Linked DNA regions of Zea mays: region 1 is linked to region 2. The links are chromatin contacts, called in public Hi-C maps. All regions are on one chromosome and are shown on one strand. The core of a region is the stretch at or near the end of the contact, and the rest is flanking DNA. Distances in the headings are between cores, read along the strand shown. Region 1 has its middle 44 kb from the start of LOC103629418. Region 2 holds the start of LOC100191580.

Region 1 (5,989 bases), core at 718-3,217, 110 kb after region 2:
CATCGGAGGAGCGCTGGGGCCTGGCGGAAGGACAGCTGTCGGGGCTATCGAGTCATTGCTGACGTCTCCTTGCTTTCGTAAGGGGGCTGAGAGCCGCCATCGTCATGGAGCATGCGGGGCGCCATCATTACTTGTTTACCGGGGCGAGCCAGATGGGACGCCGGTCTTGTTCCCCGTAGCCAGAGCTAGCTAGGGGTAGGGTAATGATGGCCCCTCCTATGATGTGGTCGGTCCGAGCCCTGGGTTGGGCGAGGCGGAGGCTCCTCCGAGGTCGAGGTCGAGTCTGTCTTCCGAGGCCGAGGTCGAGTCCAAGCCCCTGGGTCGGGCGAGGCAGAGACCGTCGGCTGAGGCCAGGGCTGAGTCCGAGCCCTGGGGTCGGGCGAGGCAGAGTTCGTCGTCTTCCGGGGCTGAGCCCGAGTCCGAGCCCTAGGGTCGGGCGAGGCGGAGTTCGTCGTCTTCCGGGGCTGAGCCCGAGTCCGAGCCCTGGGGTCGGGCGAGGCGGAGTTCGTCGTCTTCCGGGGCTGAGCCCGAGTCCGAGCCCTGGGGTCGGGCGAGGCGGAGCTTCCTATGGCGCTCGAGGCCGGACTTGGTTGCTGTCAGCCACACTCTGCCGAGTGGCGCAGCAGTCGGAGCGGCGCAGGCGGCGCTGTCCTTTTGTCAGGCCGGTCAGAGGAGCGGCGAAGTGACTGCGGTCACTTCGACTCTGTTGACTAAAGGGCGCGCGTCAGGATAAAGGTGTCAGGCCACCTTTGCATTAAATGCTCCTGCGATACGGTCGGTCGGCGTGGCGATCAGGCCAAGGTTGCTTCTTGGCGAAGACTGGGCCTCGGGCGAGCCGAAGGTGTGTCCGTTGCTTGAGGTGGCCCTCGGGCGAGACGTGAATCCTCCGGGGTCGGCTGCCCTTGCCCGAGGCTGGGCTCGGGCGAGGCGAGATCGTGTCCCTTGAGTGGACCGAGCCTTGACTTAATCGCAGCCATCAGGCCTTTGCAGCTTTGTGCTGATGGGGGTTACCAGCTGAGATTAGGAGTCTTGGGGGTACCCCTAATTATGGTCCCCGACAGTTACACATTGGTCTTGATGTGTGGACTTGTCAAGATGTGGAACCTAGAAAAGTTAATGAATAAGAAACCTAGAGAACAAAGGGGTTGATGTTGGAAATGTCCTCTCTGTAACAAAAATGGAGAAAAAACAGGGAGGACTTTCCCATGTCCCCTATGCGGTAACAAGCACCCTAATCAGGGGCACAAGCCGCTTCTATCAGTTGTGGCTCCTGGTCATGGGATGTCGCTATATAAAGGAGATTTAGGATCAGCGTGAACTCCAACATGTTCAGACGCCTGCTACCCTAGCCACCACATTCATCCTAGGTCTCGATCACCTTGCGCCTTCCCAGCGACCATAAACACCATAGCCAATAGCCATGGTTTCCACAGAGCTTACCACCCCACAGGGCTAGGCACTGAGAAGCCCTTGTTGTCCCTCTAATCACGAAAAGGAAACAATCGGAGCAGGCATGCGACAAGATGGTGGAGCACGCCAAAGTGGAGGAGGAGATGGCGCACCGGCAAGAAGCATCCGCTATCGCCACCGCCGCCCTCAACGCAAATAAAGAAGGTATGGCTAGTGGTTTACATATTCAGTAGATTATGATCTCACACATCATAGAGGTAGAGTCTCGGGTTGGCTTTCTAGGGACTTAGGCAACATTGAGAGGGTCAAATTAATCTATCAATGTATACCAGTACAATGCCAGTGCGTTGCGGCATCCCATAAACATTCGATAAAATATTAGCGTACAATGATTACATGAAAACTATTAATCACAAATCATTTGCCTACAAAACAATACAAAACTAAACTCAGGATCCAGAGAGCCTCCTCTCCCTCGGTTGTTCAGCCACACATCATTGCGTCGGCGCCTCATCTTCCTCTCACTCAGCTGTCTGCCCCGCTGCCTACAGAGACGCATGGTGGCGGAGAGTAGCGGCAGCGGTTCAAGACGCTTGCTGATGAGGGAAGGTCGATGTCCTCTACGGTGGTGCGGAAGAATCCGAGTGAGTGAGACGGAGGCAGGGAAAGAGATGGAAAGTTAGTGGTTTATGGCTTACCTTATTTGATCATGCAATATGTAAGATTTATTTTATATGGTTGTTAAATGTATATATATGCTTCACGTGACCCATGAAACTCATGCTTTAAAGCGGTAAAGAAAGACACGGAAATGGTCTTGAGAGTTGAAATCATCATGAGCCAAAACACCCGAAACCAAACCCGTTCATTTTTTTACAGCAAAAGTTATGATGCCGCCTGGCGGTCGATGATGCTGAGCTAGCTGGTGATGATGCTGAGCTAGCTGGGGTGTACTGTACGTCTTCCCAACCGTTTTGGCAGCGACTAGAAGGGAAAAGATAATAACACGTGTGGCTGTAGTAGATTGATTTCGCGTGTCATTGATTGCGCGTGCAACACTATAGACAAGACAACAGACCAGCTTTTGTAAACGATTACGAATCGTCTTCGTCGCTCACCTTGAAAGTTTAAGGCTGCTGCTTTTGTAATAAAAAAACGTCTGCGTCGTCGTTGCTGCTAGCTTCCGTTCCCGTCAACCGTCATAAAATGTTTCTCAAGATTTTTTCAGGGGCTTGGATGTATGGCTATAGATGGTTTTGGCGAGATTTTTTGTAGGCATCACGGATTTGTTTGTCTCTGAAAGTTTGGTTGCCTCCTTTTTAGAATGCGACCCCGGCCGGCCCCCTAGTACTTTCTACGTTTGCTATATATGGAAATTGCTGGTTCGTGTGAAGTTTTTCATGACATTTCTACGTTCAGGGAATTAAGGAAATTATATATATATATATATATATATATATATATATATATATATATATATATATATATATATATATATATATATATTAAAAAAACCGAACCTCTACCTACATAATAAAGGGAAACACAAAAACCGTCAAAAACCGCTCCACATTTAAAAAATTTCAAAAAATTCATAAAAAACGAAAACTGCCGGTAAACCGTTTTTTGGACCGGTAAACCACCATTTTTTGCGAGAAACCGGATTCGATGCCAAGATTGAGTTCCAATTTAGGCATTTAGTGGTCAGCTTAGACATATTAGTCTTGTTTACTGTTATATGTTATATGTGAAAATGTTACATGCTATATGTAAAGATGATTTACTGTTAAATGTTATTTTTTGCCCAGTTAAGTGCTATATGTGAAGATGTTATATGATATATATGAAGATGTTATATGTTATATGTAAAGATGAGTTAGTATTGTTATATATGTGATGTCTTATGGTTTAAGGATTAGTTATTGGTAAATATGTTATGGTTTAGTTATTGTTAAATGTGAATGTCCAATAGTTTATGGTTTAGTTATTGTTTCAAGATTCTTACCATGATACGCCTCATTCACAACAATAAACAATAAGCGGTCGACGTCGTTCGGTTTTATTTCCTGTCCAAGATGGAATCCGTAGCTCAAGTAGCTCTAGTTCTTCTAACTATGCGCCTGGTCAAAACTCAATCTATAACTGTTTTGCATGGCAATGGTAACCGGGACAGGGACCACCAGGCAAAGTACAACCATCGATCATGTATGGGTATGGAAACTATGGACCCCCTCCACCGCCATATTCAAATATGTATCAACCAGGACCACAGTATGGGTATGGACATGTTCCCGCTGCACCAGTATGTTATTTTTGCTTCGTCAATAAGTATTTATTTCTCGTTCTTGTTTTTCTCGCTAATATATCTCATATCTTTTGTATAGAAATATCACTATCACTATGATATATTGGAACCATATCACGATCTTTCCAACATGCCTAGGTACTATAACTATGACTCAAGCCGAATATATGAGTATTGTGAAACAAGTCGACCTATGTGTCGTTGGAGAGCTTGCGAAGTTTGTTGGTTGTTTGTTGCATGAGAACTGAAGTTTGTGGTTGCATATGTATGTTGTATATTATTTTTATGAATATATGTCGTGTGGATCAATTAATATTTACTGTGCAATGTGAATTGAGCAAATTACAAATAAATTCTGTCAAATTTAGCATTTTTCTGTAAAAAACAACAAAAATTGGTTCATTTTCATGGAAAATCGGTGGTTTACCGCTGGTTTTTCGTCGCTAAACCAGTACGAATTTAAATTTAGTTGGATTGTACAAACCGGTTGTTTTTACGGGTTTTCATCGGTTTACCGACGGTAAACCATAACCGGTGGGTAACAATTTTTTTACTTAAAACGGTTTTGTAAACCCAGTCGGTGATGTTCTGAGCTAGCTGTGGCGTGCTCTTTCCAGCCGTTTTGGCAGCGATTCCTTTTTCTTTTCATTTCTTAGGCAATTCTGTTTTATTTGAGTTTTATCTTCATTAAATATTTTGCCACATAAGCAAGTGTGATCACATGTCAAAATCTAATAAGAAGATAGATGGAGAGAGTTTCACCATGGATGAGAGGTTTTAGTCTAGATAAAACTAAGAATACACAATTTTATAGGTAAAACTTGATGTGACATTTTAAAAAAAAAACCGTGCACCGGAAATAGCCTTAGGGCATGTCCAAGCTTGACCCCTTGGATTGGTTTTTAAGTATAAGCAGGTATAACAAGGTGATGTAGCCGGACTGCAAGATATGCCACATCATATTTATGGTCATGTGCAAGAAAGATAAATTGAGAGAGAATGAAAGCGAGCTGCTCACTAGTAGCTAACTGGAAGCAGATGCTCACGAACTCTAAGACAATTGTATGAGCAAAAAATGAGCCAAATATTTAAAATACAACTTGTGTTATTGTATGACTAGACTTTAGTTGGCTACATATAATATGACAACGTCATAAAGCCTGTATTATTAAACTTGTTCTAAGAGACCAAACGATACAAAATCCTCTGTCTCTTTATTTTTTCAGTTAACTTCCTAAAGACTTTTCAAAAGACCATATATTAAATGAGATTATATATGTCCTAGGACGCACTTTGACCAATATGAGTTGTTTAATTAATTTGAGCGAGGATCACTCTATCAGGCTATCTTCGGTAGATCGTGTAAAATAAGGGACACGATACTATAAATGACACTGTTTGTACGATAAAATTTAAAATAGAGGATAAGACATAAGATGAGATAGCGGAGCTCCTCGAGACAACATGAAGGAGGGGGTGGGGGATAATAACACGTTACACGTGTGGTGGTAGTAGATTTTGTGTCACTATCTAGGTTATCCGCTTTCCAAGGATGAAAACGCACGAATCAAATAAACAATTAGAAATCGTCATCGTTCACCAGGTGACAACAACGACGTGTATATATTGGAAAGAGTACAATATAGTAGTCATCTTCGAACTTGGCACATTATATCACTTAAGTCACCAAACTTAAAAAAAACTAGTAAAACATGTCATCTAACTTTGTTAGCAGGTGTAAAACCATCCAAACCCATGTTTTCTCAATCTAAATACTGACGTGGCATGCCAAGTTGAGTATATTAATGAAAGCTCAGGGACACAAGTGACTCTAACGTGGTACGTCATATCTGTAGGATACGGTGACACATAAGAGGGGGTGAATTAGGACTTCTAAAAACTTCTTCTAAACTAGGCCACAAATAAATCCTTAAAACAAAACCTATGCAAATAATCAAGTTAGAATGTGCCAACTAGATTTTGTCTAAGTGTTGCTATCTCTACCGCAAAGCCTACGTTTCAATCCTAAATAATCTAACTAGAAAGGAGAGATTGAAACTTAAATACTTAATATAAATGCGGAAGGTAAAGAGTACGGTAGAGATGCAAACTCTTATGAATGATATCGGTATGTTTACCGAGGTATCCGGAACCATGCAAGGTTCTAACTAATCCTCGTTGGTACCCCTACACAAAGGGTAGTCCACGCGAGGGCCAAGCTCCTCGGTCGAGTAACTCCGTAAAGAGTCGTGGGCCTTCTCCATGCGCAAGTGG
Region 2 (5,607 bases), core at 387-2,886:
GACTCCAACTCGAACTCGCCACCTTCGGGAATTTTCAGAGGCACTCGCGCTATAATTCACCGGACTGTCCGGTGTACACCGGACAGTGTCCGGTGTGCCAAGGAGAAGCGGCCTCAGGAACTCGCCAGCTTCGGGAATCTCCAACGGCTAGTCCGCTATAATTCACCGGACATGTCCGGTGTGCACCAGACTGTCCGGTGCAACTCCGAAGCAACGGCTATCCGGCGCCAACGGCTACCTGCGATGCATTTATTGCGCGCGCAGCGCGCGCAGAAGTCAGAGTCGCCCATACTGGCGCACCGGACAGGGAACAGTGCATGTCCGGTGTGCACCGGACATCCAGGCGGGCCCACAAGTCAGAAGCTCCAACGGTCAGAATCCAACGGCAGTGATGACGTGGCGGGGGCACCGGACATGTCCGGTGTGCACCGGACTGTCCGGTGCGCCATCGAACAGACAACCTCCCAACGGCCACTTTTGGTGGTTGGGGCTATAAATACCCCAACCACCCCACCATTCATGGCATCAAAGTTTTCCACTTCTCAACCACTTACAAGAGCTAGGCATTCAATTCTAGACACACCAAAGAGATCAAATCCTCTCCAATTCCACTCAAGGCTTTAGTGACTAGCGAGAGAGATTTGCCGTGTTCTTTTTGAGCTCTTGCGCTTGGATTGCTTCTTTTCTTTCTCACTTGTTCTTGTGATCAAAACTCCATTATAATCGAGGCAAGAGGCACCAAGTGTGTGGTGGCCCTTGCGGGAAAGTTTTGTTCCCGGTTTGATTTGAGAAGAGAAGCTCACTCGGTCCGAGGGACCGTTTGAGAGAGGGAAGAGTTGAAAGAGACCCGGCCTTTGTGGCCTCCTCAACGGGGAGTAGGTTTGCAAGAACCGAACCTCGGTAAAACAAATCCACGTGTCACACTCTTCATTTGCTTGCGATTTGTTTTTCACCCTCTCTCGCGGACTAGTTTATATTTCTAACGCTAACCCGGCTTGTAGTTGTGTTTATATTTATAAATTTCAGTTTCGCCCTATTCACCCCCTCTAGGCGACTATCAATGGTTCTCAACACTTAGAACCGAGACCGTTGTGGGCCGGCCTTTGTAAGTGTCTATAAGTACGACTGCATTCGTATGGAGAAAGGGAGAAATGAATTGGTAACAGAAATACTCACCGTGTTCGCGTGTGATTGTTTTTCTACAGCGACGAGACGACCGCAGCGATGTCCTTGTCGTGCTCACGTCCCGGCGTAGACCAGCAGCGACGGCCACGGACAGGAAGCGACGGACCAAATTTCTGCAACCGTTGGATTAGGCCTGCCAGCGCCTCTTCGGCAGTGGTTGGGCTATCGTCCTTCAAGTGCTGATCGTGGGCCATTCGGTCTCGGCCCATGAGTCCGGAACGCACAGCGCTCCGAAGGAAAAACACTCCGCCCGCCGAAAAGAGAACCCAACCAAAGCCGCCCCCACCCCGACCAAACCGCCCGAGCCGGCGCCAGCCTAGCCCACGCTGTTGGCCTCCAGCCTCCTTCCTCTGCCTCTCCCAGTCGCCCCCGTCCCTTTCCCCCCTCGACGTCGTCAACCCACTACCCACCGCACCCCACCTCTACCCTCACGCGCTGCTGGTAGCCCGCAGCTACCTGCCTCCCTTCTTGCACCCACCGCTGCCGTCCTGCCCAGATCCCGCTCGCCGGTGGTGCTCCCCTCCCCCCGCGCCGCTGGCGCCGCCGGAGCGAGGGGGACTGCCCAAACCCTAGTGGGAGTTGGAGACTAGGAGGAAGGGCGCGAGATCCGGCGGCGGCCACCCCGATGGGGGACTTCAACGTCGCGCTGGTGATCGTGGCGGCGGTGGTCAGCGTGCTGGTGCTGCTCGTCAGCGTCTACCTGCTCGTCAACTACCAGCACCCCGACGACGTCAACCAGGCCTACTTCCCCAAGCTCGTCGTCGTGCTCGGCCTCACCGTCGCCGTCCTCTCAATCCTCATGCTCCCTGCCGACGTCGCCAATCGCCAGGCCTGCCGCAAGGCCGTCTACAACGGCGCCTGCAGTCTCACGCTCCCCATGAGGACGCTCTGGCTCGTCGTCTACATCGTAGACGCCGTCCTCGTCTTCCTCGTCATCCCCTTCGCCATGTTCTACTACGAGGGCGACCAGGACAAGTAACTTCCCCCCTCGCCGCTTCCCCCCTCCCCCCTTGCCTGCGTTTCCATCCGTTCTTCTTCATTCCCGCTGCTGATTTGGATCTGCCTTCCCTGCAGGTCCGTCGGGAAGAGGCTCAGGACTGCGCTCATCTGGGTCGTCGCGTCCGCGGTGGTGTGCGGCCTCGTCCTCGGCATTCTATACGGTGCGCGCGGATCAATCCATGCTTCCCCCATTCCTCTCTCACCCCCACTCAGGATGCTCTTATGATTTCTACAGGATTGGAGTGAGATTCTGAATACTACTACCATTTTAGTGTAGTTCAGTTAAAAAAAGTGGCATCTGTTGCCCGAACCTTGTCGTGGGTTCCAGTGTTGCATTTGGGTTCGAATCGACACGACAATTTTGAGCTCTGCCCCCCACCCCCACCCACACAACTGCTCAGATCTGGAATTCTGTACCCTTCCTCTCAAGGATTTTGTGAGCTTAGTTTGTACTCCCTCCGTTCTCGATCGAGTATTTGTCGCCCGCTAGTTCATTTTTGAACTAAAACACGACAAATTTAAAAAACGGAGGGAGTATTTCTTTCTGCTGTGTATATGTGTTGTGAGATTACATAGGCATTCGTTTACACAACAAAAAAATAGTTTGCCTCTTGTGTTACAGTCATATGACTAATGAGATAAAAATGTACTGTTTCTTTGACAGCTACAATTGTATAGGATGGGTTGCCCTGATAGTAACCTTACTTTTACCTTTAATACAGATCCTATTGCTCAAATTACTGATCATTAACAACATGAGATGGTTATGGCTAAAAATTTATGTCATCAAGTGATCACCGGATATCATTGAGTTCCTAAGTTCCAGCAATATCAAGCCTTTTCAGTCTTGTGATGGTGTGTGTGTGTGTTTACCTAAGTAGGCTGATTCCATCTCCATTTGGCACTTCAGGACTTGTTGGTAAAGTGGACTTCACTGTGAGGCACCTATCTTCATCGGTCCAGACATTTCCAAACTCATTTTCTGGATTCTCAAGTGGCCAGCCTTGCTTTAGTCCATTGACTCGTCAGGTTAGTCATTGAAATATGAAATTACCATTTTCTTTGTCGATGACTTTTAGTCTCTTTCTGCTGTCTTTATGTTTTCGCCGAATGAGCACTAGTCTCTGACTCCATCAATTTGTCAGTATCCTTAGTTCTCTACTTCCCCACTTTATCCAACAATTAGGCCTAGAGATTTGTTGACTAGTTGCAACTGACCTCTGTCTTGTGTTTTCAGTGTGCGGCTTCTACTGCACCGGCTAACTCGCAAACAACTTGGACAATGCGTGCTACCTTCCCTGAATATGTGGTTGCTCTTACTACAATTGTTGGATCTGTGCTTTTCACGGTGAGTTCATTTTCAACTCAATGGTTTGTTTTATGTACATTTTGTGTATAGGTATTGCTCTGTTCAAATTCGCCAAATTTTTTTTAGATATGGAAAGTTGATTGTGAAATAAGAACACTGCTCACCTGTCATTTAGTACTGCTATAACCTGTAACCATGCTGTAATCGTTCTGCAATTTTTTCTTTCATTCTGCTAACTATACCTTTTCTTTTTGGTAGATATTTGGTGGTGTCGGAATTGCCTGCCTTCCATTGGGACTTATATTCTCATTTGTTCGTCGTCCAAAAGCTGTAATTACACGCTCACAATATATAAAGGTGGGCATACATTCTCATGTACAACATTTTGATCATAACGGAAAAACGGATGCTTGTGTCTCTTGTGATCAATCTTTTTGTTGCTATAGTAATTATTGATTGTTCGGATATCAATGTTTCTTGAGGTTAAACATGTATCCTGCAGGAAGCAACTGAACTGGGAAAGAAGGCCAGGGAGTTAAAAAAAGCTGCTGAAGCCCTACACCAAGAAGAAAGAAGTGGGAACAAGGGCCGGAAATGGCGCAAAAATGTGAAGGCTTTAGAAAAGGTACATATTGTATTGAAATTGCTCTTTCCACACATTGGTAATGTTTGTATGTTACTTTTACAAAAATGACAACTATATTTATCCTTTTACATGTGGTGTCATAAAATAATCCCAAGAGATTAGTTAATGTCATTTGTCCTTTACAGTTGTAGGCATGCTACTTCAAATACGTAAAAGTTATGTACCTATTTGTTTGGTGCAATGGTAACAACCTGGGTCCCTGAGGGTGTCACTACTGGGGAATGCTGCGCTTTGCAATACTTTAGTCATGTCTGTCGATGATCAGAATAAAGAAGTTATCACTTCCAAAACTTTGGCTTAAAGAAAACTTGGAAGTATTTTTAACATGTATTTATAGAAGTCATTGCATTTTGGAGTTTTAGTGGTTAACAAGTTCTCTAGTTGAGTTAGTGTGAATGTGCATGCCATATTATGCTTGTGTGGTGTTCATATGGAATCATGGTCCTTAATTATTGTAGTGTAGACCTTTTCCCCAATGTTCCTGCCATATCTTTTTTTTGGTATTGTAGTGAACTAGTGACACTGACTGCTAAACTCGCTGTTTCAAATATCAGGAGTTATTACTCCTGGAAGATGACATGAAGGCTCTAGAAGAGATGTATCCTCAAGGAGAACAGGTAATCCGATGTAAATTCTCATGTCATATGTTTTTATGTGTAATATTCTCTCCCTGACACCTGTTATGGTACAGGCTGAGGCTACTTGGGCATTCACAGTTCTTGGGTACATCGGGAAACTTCTATTTGGTGTTGTTGGGTGGGTGCAAAACCTTTGTGCTGTACTTGTCTTGTTTCTTAATCAAGTGTACTTTCCCAATTGATCTGTTCAAAACATTGTTGTGCTTGCAGGTTAATTGTTTCAATAGCTTGGGTTGCACATATTGTCATATACTTGTTGATTGATCCTCCTCTATCTTCTTTCCTGAATGAAGTCTTCATAAAGTTGGATGGTGTTTGGGGTATCTTCTGATCTTCCATTCTTGTCAACTTATGCTGCTGAGCCGAACAAATTCAATTAATCTTCTGATTTATGTACCAGGTCTGCTTGGGACTGCTGCTTTCGCATTCTTCTGCTTCTATCTTCTTATTGCAGTGATTGCTGGGGAGATGATGCTTGGATTGAAGCTAGTTTTTATCACAATTCACCCGATGAAGTAACCAGCTGATACCTGGGCATGCTATTTTTTCTGCAGTTTTATTTTTTCAATATCACTAACAAACAAATCAATTTGTTTCAGATGGGGAGGCACTTTAATGAACTCCTTCCTGTTTAATGTTGGGCTCATACTACTTTGCTCCATCAGGTATGCCATCAATGCCTTCCTTTTGGCACACATGTTAGGCAACATGATTTGTATCTGAAGTTGTTTTTTAATCTTTCATTTGGAAAGACAATCGTAGTCAGTTAGAAATTAGAATGCCTCAACCATGGCAAATGGAACTAGAATTGTTTTCCTATGTTGTTGCAT

The links. A called contact is a pair of places that touch in the nucleus more often than the background predicts.
Region 1: a Hi-C map of leaf shows a contact between it and region 2, with 4 times the contacts expected there. The contact joins the enhancer-like site here to the promoter of LOC100191580 in region 2. A contact is called at or near these places in 5 of 25 Hi-C or Micro-C datasets (bundle sheath, endosperm and leaf).

The regions. Positions count from the first base shown.
Region 1 is chr6:72,730,039-72,736,027 of Zm-B73-REFERENCE-NAM-5.0, forward strand. No RefSeq gene overlaps it. Among protein-coding and RNA genes, the nearest start is that of LOC103629418, 44 kb to the left of the region's middle. Within about 2 kb of position 1,968, at least 9 of the 20 cell types and tissues checked have an H3K27ac peak or open chromatin away from gene starts, as enhancers often do. A contact at or near this core is called in bundle sheath, endosperm and leaf, where this site is marked.
Region 2 is chr6:72,617,302-72,622,908 of Zm-B73-REFERENCE-NAM-5.0, forward strand. LOC100191580 reads left to right here and starts at 1,637. Exons shown (of 14, transcript NM_001137010.1): 1 at 1,637-2,160; 2 at 2,260-2,345; 3 at 3,095-3,213; 4 at 3,422-3,532; 5 at 3,752-3,850; 6 at 3,996-4,118; 7 at 4,694-4,756; 8 at 4,831-4,895; 9 at 4,988-5,097; 10 at 5,178-5,292; 11 at 5,377-5,442. The coding sequence starts at 1,811.